Linked DNA regions of Zea mays: region 1 is linked to region 2. The links are chromatin contacts, called in public Hi-C maps. All regions are on one chromosome and are shown on one strand. Each heading gives the region's core, a stretch centred on a gene start, on an enhancer-like site or on the middle of the called end of the contact. The rest is flanking DNA. Distances are from core to core; before and after follow the strand shown.

What was found. A called contact is a pair of places that touch in the nucleus more often than the background predicts.
Region 1: a Hi-C map of ear shows a contact between it and region 2, with 2.8 times the contacts expected there. The contact joins the promoter of LOC103637697 here to the promoter of LOC100216682 in region 2. A contact is called at or near these places in 4 of 25 Hi-C or Micro-C datasets (bundle sheath, ear, leaf and 1 more).

The regions. Positions count from the first base shown.
Region 1 is chr1:100,468,406-100,472,311 of Zm-B73-REFERENCE-NAM-5.0, reverse strand. It overlaps LOC103637697 (replication factor C subunit 5), which reads right to left and starts at 2,080. Exons shown (of 11, transcript XM_008660366.4): 1 at 1,080-2,080; 2 at 841-951; 3 at 692-724; 4 at 352-514; 5 at 46-224. The coding sequence starts at 1,868.
Region 2 is chr1:100,181,597-100,185,626 of Zm-B73-REFERENCE-NAM-5.0, reverse strand. LOC100216682 reads right to left here and starts at 2,610. Exons shown (of 2, transcript NM_001366966.2): 1 at 2,383-2,610; 2 at 547-1,893. The coding sequence starts at 2,442. The coding sequence ends at 1,189.

The sequences.
Region 1 (3,906 bases), core at 831-3,330, 290 kb before region 2:
AAATCATACACATAACACTGATCAACAAGTTGTGTAGTGAAGTACCTCGTCAAATGAAGGTGGTTGAAGAGTCACAACCTTACAGAGATGCTTAATGGCTTCAAGATTAGAAGCATCAGAACAGCAGAAAATGATTTTGTTGCACCCGGCATACCTCCCCAAAAACCAACCAATATAATGTTGAAGATCAAACGAGAGCTTATCAGCATCATGGATAACAATCACTGCACATATGTAAACAACCGATGTATGAACGCAGCATGTAAAACTGCTGCCAAATCAATGCGGAGCATGCAATGCAATGCAATCGTTTGAAATTCCTAGCTTTATTAACAAAATATTGCATGTTACCTCTGCAGTTAGTATGGTCACAAACTGAGCTTGGTGATGGGATGGATTCACTCAACAGAGTGGTTATGATGTACTTCTCGTAGCCATGTAAATCAGCCAAGCTCACCTCCACATGATGCTCAGAGGTCTTCACTCTGACATCGATGTGCTTTCTAATTTCTCCCTATAGTGTGAAATCGGTCAATTAGTCGCTGATGATTCCAGTTGGTTGCATTTTATGAATTCACAACAATAGCAACAACTTTATCACTTCAACAAAGGAAAAAAGAACTTGATCACTTTGGTGAAAGTGACCATGGAGTTAAAAAAAGGGGAAAACGCTTTCATGCATATAAAGTACCTTCAGCTCAAATCTCTTTGTCTGTTCCTCTATCTGCGTATGTCAGGATGGAGAAAAAAATAACAAATTGTGAAGACACCGAGGTTTTAGCCATTTAGCTTCTTTAAATGAGGACTAGTAGTAATTTAAGCCAAGTTTGCCATAGTGACCTTGAGATCATGGGGGCCAAAAGCATCCCTTATAAGTGCCAGTACCATGCTTCTCTTCCCAACCGCCGGCGGGCCTTCAAAGATGAAATGTCTGCACTGGTGTGCAACAACCTGCATGCAACAGACGAACTTGCCCATGTATCAGATGAACTTGGCCACAATCCTAAAAGCTGCTCTGATACGAAACTGCAAGGCAAACTCTGAAGCAACGTTTGCAATGTGGTCGTGTGATCACCAACCAGCTGGTAGAGCTCGGCGGCGACGGTCTTGTTGCAGATGAACTCGTTGAGGACATTGGGCCGGTACTTGTCCGCCCACACGTACTTGTCGTCGGCCACCACGGGCAATGCGGCGGAGTCGGCGAGGGGCCGAGGGGACTCGTCGCTGTCCGTCTGCAGTGACGGAGACCTCGCTCTCGTCTTGGGCGAAGCTCTGAGCCAGGTTCCCCCACTTCCTCCCGCGACGGTAACGACCGGCGTCGCCTGGTGGTCGCTGCTCCCCGCGCTCTCGCCGGCGGACATGTCCGCTTCGGCAATGGCTTCGGATCCCGCCGCCGGCTCCTCTCTCTCCCTCGAAGGCCCCGTCGTGGGGACGACACTCACGGCGGGCGCCTCGTGGCGCGGCACCACCTCCGGCTCCGCCGCCGATGCAGCCGGTGTGAATGATGGTCTAGGCCGTGGCGGCGGGCTTGGCGCGCGGCACGGCTCCTCGAGTTCGCGCGCGACGGCGCCGCCGCCCTTGGGCAGGAAAGTGGCGCCCCAGCGGTGCAGTTTTACCATGAGCTCAGAGTGCAGCGGCCTGCCGCCCCTCTGGCCGGCCGGACGCCCGCAAGCCGGGACGAGGTACGGGAGGAGACCGCCCTGCCCGAAGCCCCCCTGGCGGCGGCGAGCCTCCCGGCGGCGGTCCTCGGCGATCACCGCGGAGAGCGTGGCGCCCGGCGAGGGGGTTTCCATGTCCGTGGTGATGTAACTTGGGAGCCAGAGAGCGGGAGGTTGACGCGGCGGTGTGTCTGGGCACTGGCATGGCATCTGCGTGGCGTGGCGCGAATAAGGAGGTGATGAAGCCAATGCACGGCGAGAAGAGCGAGGACGTCGACGGGGTCACCAACGCAACGCGATCGAGTGCTCTGCTCCGCTGGGACGGGGACTGGAGCCACTCAGATTTCTGCAGGACGTTGGGAATCATTCCAGAATTGTTCTCTTCTCTTCTGCATTTTTTTTTGCATATGCACCGGTCAGATCGGAGGATTTTTGCAGATGGCGTACATTCATTTGTCATCCTTACAATTGACTCTATATAATTGTTACAGGAGAGGAGAGAGAGCTTCCACTACATCTATATTTATGTTATTTTTTGTGTATGTAGCCAGCCACGCGGACACGCTACCGTGGCAAGGACTTGGATAGGCCATGTGAAAATGACTCGTGGTGCCCTGCCTCCCTTCTTTAGCCAGACGACAGCTACCCCAAACTTCTCCCATTGTTGCTCCATCTCTGGATCCCCTGATCCCCTCTCTTCAGTCTACGAGCTCAAGCCCAAGATTGCGCGGTGGAGACATGTCCCGGTGGGCCGGGGAAGTCATCGGCAATAAGGAGTAGGGCCTCGCAAGGTGGGTATGGGGGCAGATCTCACTGGTCAAGAGATCGACCGGTTAGATTCTATTATGTCTAGGATCAATTTCTAAGCCTCTAGAATACCAATCTATAACTGGAAAATCTCCGATGACGAGTAAATCTTCTACTGAGAGGAATAGGGGGACATACCTTCGTTGTTGTTGTGTTGACACGTCCTGGCTTGGTGTTGGTGGAGTGTGGCCGCCGCCGCCGCCGGTGTCACCTCCATTGCTCTGCAGAGGAACAGTAGGCATCAGAATCCGAGCCGTTAGTTGTCGCTCTTCCAGTCACTCCGACGCTTAGGCGATGGGGCCTCTGCGTGGATTAGGGTTTTGGGCAAGTACTAGCATTGGCTTTTCCTGCGACCCTTAATCCTTTATATATAGCGTCATGTGACCGGGGGCTCCAACCGAGATCAACATGGGCCCTCCCAATCAAGGGCCCGATTAAAGAGACGATTAGTTGGTTGAGTCCAATCTAGTCTCTAGTGACCGGCTATAGAGGACACACACAACAATCTCTCCTTTGTCCTCTACATTCATTATATTCAACTTTTCTGGATTCCATCCCTCAACAAAGTTTACACATAGAGACCAATGCGTGACAATGACCGATTAAGTATCAATGCACTCATTGAATACAACATGCTCCCCTGCTTCAGAATGAAAAGATATTTTACAAAGTTGCAATCTGTAGCCCCTGTGATTCAAGATCATAGGCACTCCCTTAAACCTATGCCGGCTACGTGTTGTCTTAACACGTTGGGTGGAAGGCTTTTGTGAGCGGATTCGCTAGCATCTGCTATCTATTGTTATGCTCAACTTTTATGGTTTGATCCTGAAATCTTCTCCTTAACAACATAACACTAAATGTCAATGAACTTAGCAGTGCCACTTGACTTGTTGGTATAAGAGTAAAATATTGTTGTCTCATTATCGCATTAAATTCTCAGTGGTCTTTCTATGCTATCAACCACTCTTAATCCGAGTATGAATCTCTTCATCTATATTGCCCGCCCATTTGCCTCATACATGGATGCAAACTCAGCGTGCACTGTCACGATGCTCTCGTTGTCTGTTTGCACCTCTTCCAAGAAATAACTCCCCTAGAGAGTGTACATACCCCAAAGTAGACTTTAGTGTATCTTTACAACCTCCTCAGTCAGCATCTGCAAAGCCAACTATTTGTAGGGAACTAGATCTTCTATATGTTAGCATGAGACATTTTAGTACCTTGCAGGTACCTTAGAGCCTTCTTAACTGCTTTAGAGCATCTCCAACAATGCCTTAAATTGGTGCCTTAAATTGAAATATAGGGCTCTACACAACAAAAATTACTCTAACAATGTCTCATTTTATAAAATTTAGTCAAAAAGTTATAGGGCACTCTCTCAAGTGCCTCAAATATACTACACCGTAGTAGGCTACCCTATAATTTATATTTGAGGCTTTAC
Region 2 (4,030 bases), core at 1,361-3,860:
GCCAGAAAGAATCTGCGTGATGTGAGCGTGCGGCGGCCTATGTTTCAGCTGCTGCTGCTTCTGCTCCGAATCTCCGATGCCGCGCCCTCGTCTTTCTCCTCCTCCACGTACTACTAGACTAGTAGATGCTTCCGTTCCATGTCGTTTTCAGTCATGGCGTTAACCACAAAGCCGCCAGCCGCCAGCCGCCAGCCAACCCCCCCCCCCCCCCCCCCCCACTCGTTTGGTTCCCCTCCGTACGTCTCGCTTCAATCATGACGCAGTAGGTTAGTTAGGTCCTGCTGGCCCCTCTCTTTGGCCTAAGCTGAAGGCGCTATCGCTAAACAAAAGGCAAGCAGGCTGTTGAGGATGGCTTCACCCATGACGTACGTACGTCGTCGCCGACGGACGCTGGCGCTGCGCGGGCCTCAGCGTCACGTCAGCACCAAACTGGCCCGGTTCAATGGCCCAGGATTAGATTAGAATGAACAAGAATAATAATCAGGGCGTTTAGCGATGCCGGCCAGTCGCATTCAGAGTGGCTTTGCATCAACGCAACCTTGCCCGGGCAGTAACGTGACGGCATTTCCTTGCTTCCTCTTCTTGGCACACTAATCATCAAGTGCCAACAATGTGGTTCGGCATCCATCAGCCATCATCACCCACCACCATAGCTTATTACTAGTATAAAGTAAGTACCTTGCACTAGCTGGTCATCTCCTGAACCATGGTTTCTTTTCTTCAGACGAATAATCTAGTAAAAAAAGCTAGCTAGCTATAATGCTCCACTATGATGATTTGAAACAGGACAAGGCTAAAAATGTACATATATATTTCTATATCAGAGAGCCTAGCAACAGTGATGAAAAGCCAGTGTTTTGATTCTTCCTCAACCTTTCTTTCCTCCCCTCCCTTTGTGGAAAGCAAAGCCAGCAGCGACCGAATGGCATCCACCTCGAGAAGCACCACCAGCCAGCCAGCCAGAGTGTGTCACGGCAAAAGGAAGTGGTGGCCGTCCCAGTCCCATTGCCCTGTAATGGCGGATTGATTCAGACATGACCTGAATTCACTGACTCACTCTGTGCTGCTCAATTCCGTTGGTTCATTCAAGAGTATATATATTTTTTCCCTGCTTTACCGCGCGTGTGCTGTGTAGTGCCACTGCCAATGCAGCCGCCGCCGCCGCCGTGGAGACGGAGAGAGAGGGAGCTAGTACTCGACGATGAAGCTGCCGAACGGCGCGCGGTGCGGGATGCCCTTGCGGCGCTTCGCCGGCTGCGGCGTGGGCGGGGTGAAGCTCTGCCTCTTCTGGGCGTCGCGCAGCGGCGAGGAGGACGTGGAGTCGCCGTCGCCGCTGCCGCCGACGGCGGGCCGGAGGAGCCAGCTCCTGGCCTTGGCGGCGTCGGGGGAGCAGCCCACGACCTTGCATCCGAGGGAGCAGAAGCGGAAGTTGTCGAGGAGGCTGCGGGCGCACACCTCGCAGAGGTTGGCGGACGCCGACGCGGCCTTGCATCCAGGCCTCTGCTGCTGGGGCCGCTCGTTGAGGAAGACGACGCGGGCGCTGTTGATGACGTAGGTCTGCACCCCGGCGATGTCCATGAAGCGCTGGATGTCGGACACCCGGATGACGTCGTGGTAGGAGGAGCGCCGGATCTGGATGGTGTGGTGGTCGCGGTGGGCCTGCGCCAGGCACAGCGAGCACAGGGCGCGCGCGCCCGCGCCCGCGCCCGCGGCGGAGCAGTCCAGGCAGAACATGTTGCACTCGCCGCTGCGGTGCGAGTCGCCGTGCGTCCTGCAGTGCGCGAAGAAGCGCGCCGAAAGCAGCGGCTGCAGCCAGCGCGGCCACTGCCCCGCGTACGCCGCCGTGGCGACCTCCTCCTCCTCCTCCGGCTCAGGGTCAGGGCCGCCGCCGCCCTGCACGGACAACCATGTTTCCGTCAGTTGACTCGCTTTGCTCGATGGCGAAGCATTTGAATTGGCTGTTTGCCAAGAAAAGCTCCGTCACACAGATAGATCGGCAAACAAACAAGATGGAATAGTAGTCTGCAAGAGAGAGAGATTCGGTTGCTTGCGCTCAAAAAAAAAAAAGTTTTAAAAAATTATTGCTCGGGGAACGGCGGCACGGGAGACAATCAGAACGAGACGCCAAGGCAATGCGGAGATCCCAAAGAAAGGGTCGAGGGAGGCGGTGGACAAAAACAGTCGTTGAATCTAAGGCATGGCCGCCGCCATTGCTGCACGTAAGTAAGCGTTCGTCGCCAACAGTAACGGAAAGGAGCAAAAAAAAAAAAAAAACGTTCTTTTCTTGGCCGGCAAGAAGAGAAATCGAGAATGGCAGGGCTCGGGGCTACAAAAGGATATATAGGAAGGCGATGGACGAGCGGCTCCGGCCAGGTGACTCACCATGATCCTGCGGTTCTTGAGGCGGAGCTCCTTGAACGGGGACTCGTGGTCGATCGCCATCGCACCCTCCGATCCTCTCCTTCCTCCCTCGGAGAGACTGGGAAGAGCCGAACCGAGCCTTCTCGTCGTCGTCCTTGCTCCTACGACCCTTGCTGTCGCGGTTTCAGGCGGCGACGGGAGGGAAGGAAGGAAAATGTGGGCAGGGGGCAGGTGAAGCGAAGCAAGCAGAGGGGAAATGGGCTAGTGGATGGGCTTTATATGCCCGCGGCCTGCGGACTTGGGTCGAGAGGTGGGAATCGGAATAGCAACGGGGTCGCTGTCTGCGCGCTCGCTGGCTGCGGCACAAACAAGGCAGGGGTCGGCGTTCTTATCCCCTCCCTCCCCCTTTCCCTTCCTTGCAGTTGCAGGTCGCCAGGTCTAGCTCGTCGTTGCATAGCATACCAAGCCCAACTCTTCAAAACCAAACAAATCCTCATCTTTACTATATACATCCTCACGCGGGCAGAAACAGAAAGGCTATATATAAAAAAGAGTAAGAATCCATCCATCGATCCATCCATCCAATTTGAAATTCGAAATCGCAGCATCGGCGTCTGCCGTAACAGCAGCCCAGCAGATGCGTTATTCGCAAGGAGGAGGGGCCATTAATTAATCGATGTGGTGGATGGATTTAAATACTTGGTTTAAGTACGCCGCCATTAATCAACTGTTGGGGTTCCCTTCCCTTTCCCTTTCCCTGGCCCCCACTATCACACGCCTGCTCCGCGCTGCTGCCGGACCAGGCAACGCAGGAGGGCGTGGCGAGCCTGCTTGACCTCGCCGGACGGACGGCACCCTTTTCCGTCCCGGTTTGGACGGCCGAAAGCCCTTGCCTTGCTGCTCAAGTCGGTTGGACCATAGTGGCAGGTTTTGGTAATGCCACGTTTCAGCTCCGGATTTGCCTTCTCTAGGCTTGCGAAGAGCTTTACCAAACAACCATTTTAGGAATGAGAGATTCTATTTGCTACGTATTTCTATTTGGCACCACTTCACTTCACCCCATGATTTTAATTTTTTTTTTTACTTCAGCTCTATCGATGAAATTAGATCTGGTCTCTCTCTGGCTTTGGCAAATCCGGAATTATTATTGTATGTTTTCTCCATCCCGTCCCAAACTTCTACAAGAGTAGATTTTAAGGAGCTCCCTAGATATGAAACCATTCCATTTTTATCCGTTTTTGCACAAAACGGCTCCAAAACGACTCTTTGAAGCTGGTGGAGAAGCCATGCCAAACAGGACTGTATATAGAGAAGCCAGGGCTGCTCAAATATGGCTTCTCCTCACAAATTTAACATAAACTGTCGCTGCCGGTACAGTGGCTGTTGGCTTTGTTGCCAAAGGTTTTACAGAACAGATTCAGCTTCACCAGACACGCTGCTCTACACCCCCCCTCCTACTATCTTAGTATTAGTATGCTAATTTTCAAGCCTAGATATTTGCCACATTCATCATAGAAAAATCAAAAGCAAAAATTACCCCATTTACTATTTCACTAACAAACGTTAACTCTCAAGGTTAGAAAATTACCAATTAGCTAGAAGAAGAAGAAAAAAAAATTTAAAGTACCCTTCTACATGTTGGTCAATTACCCACTACTGCATTAACCAA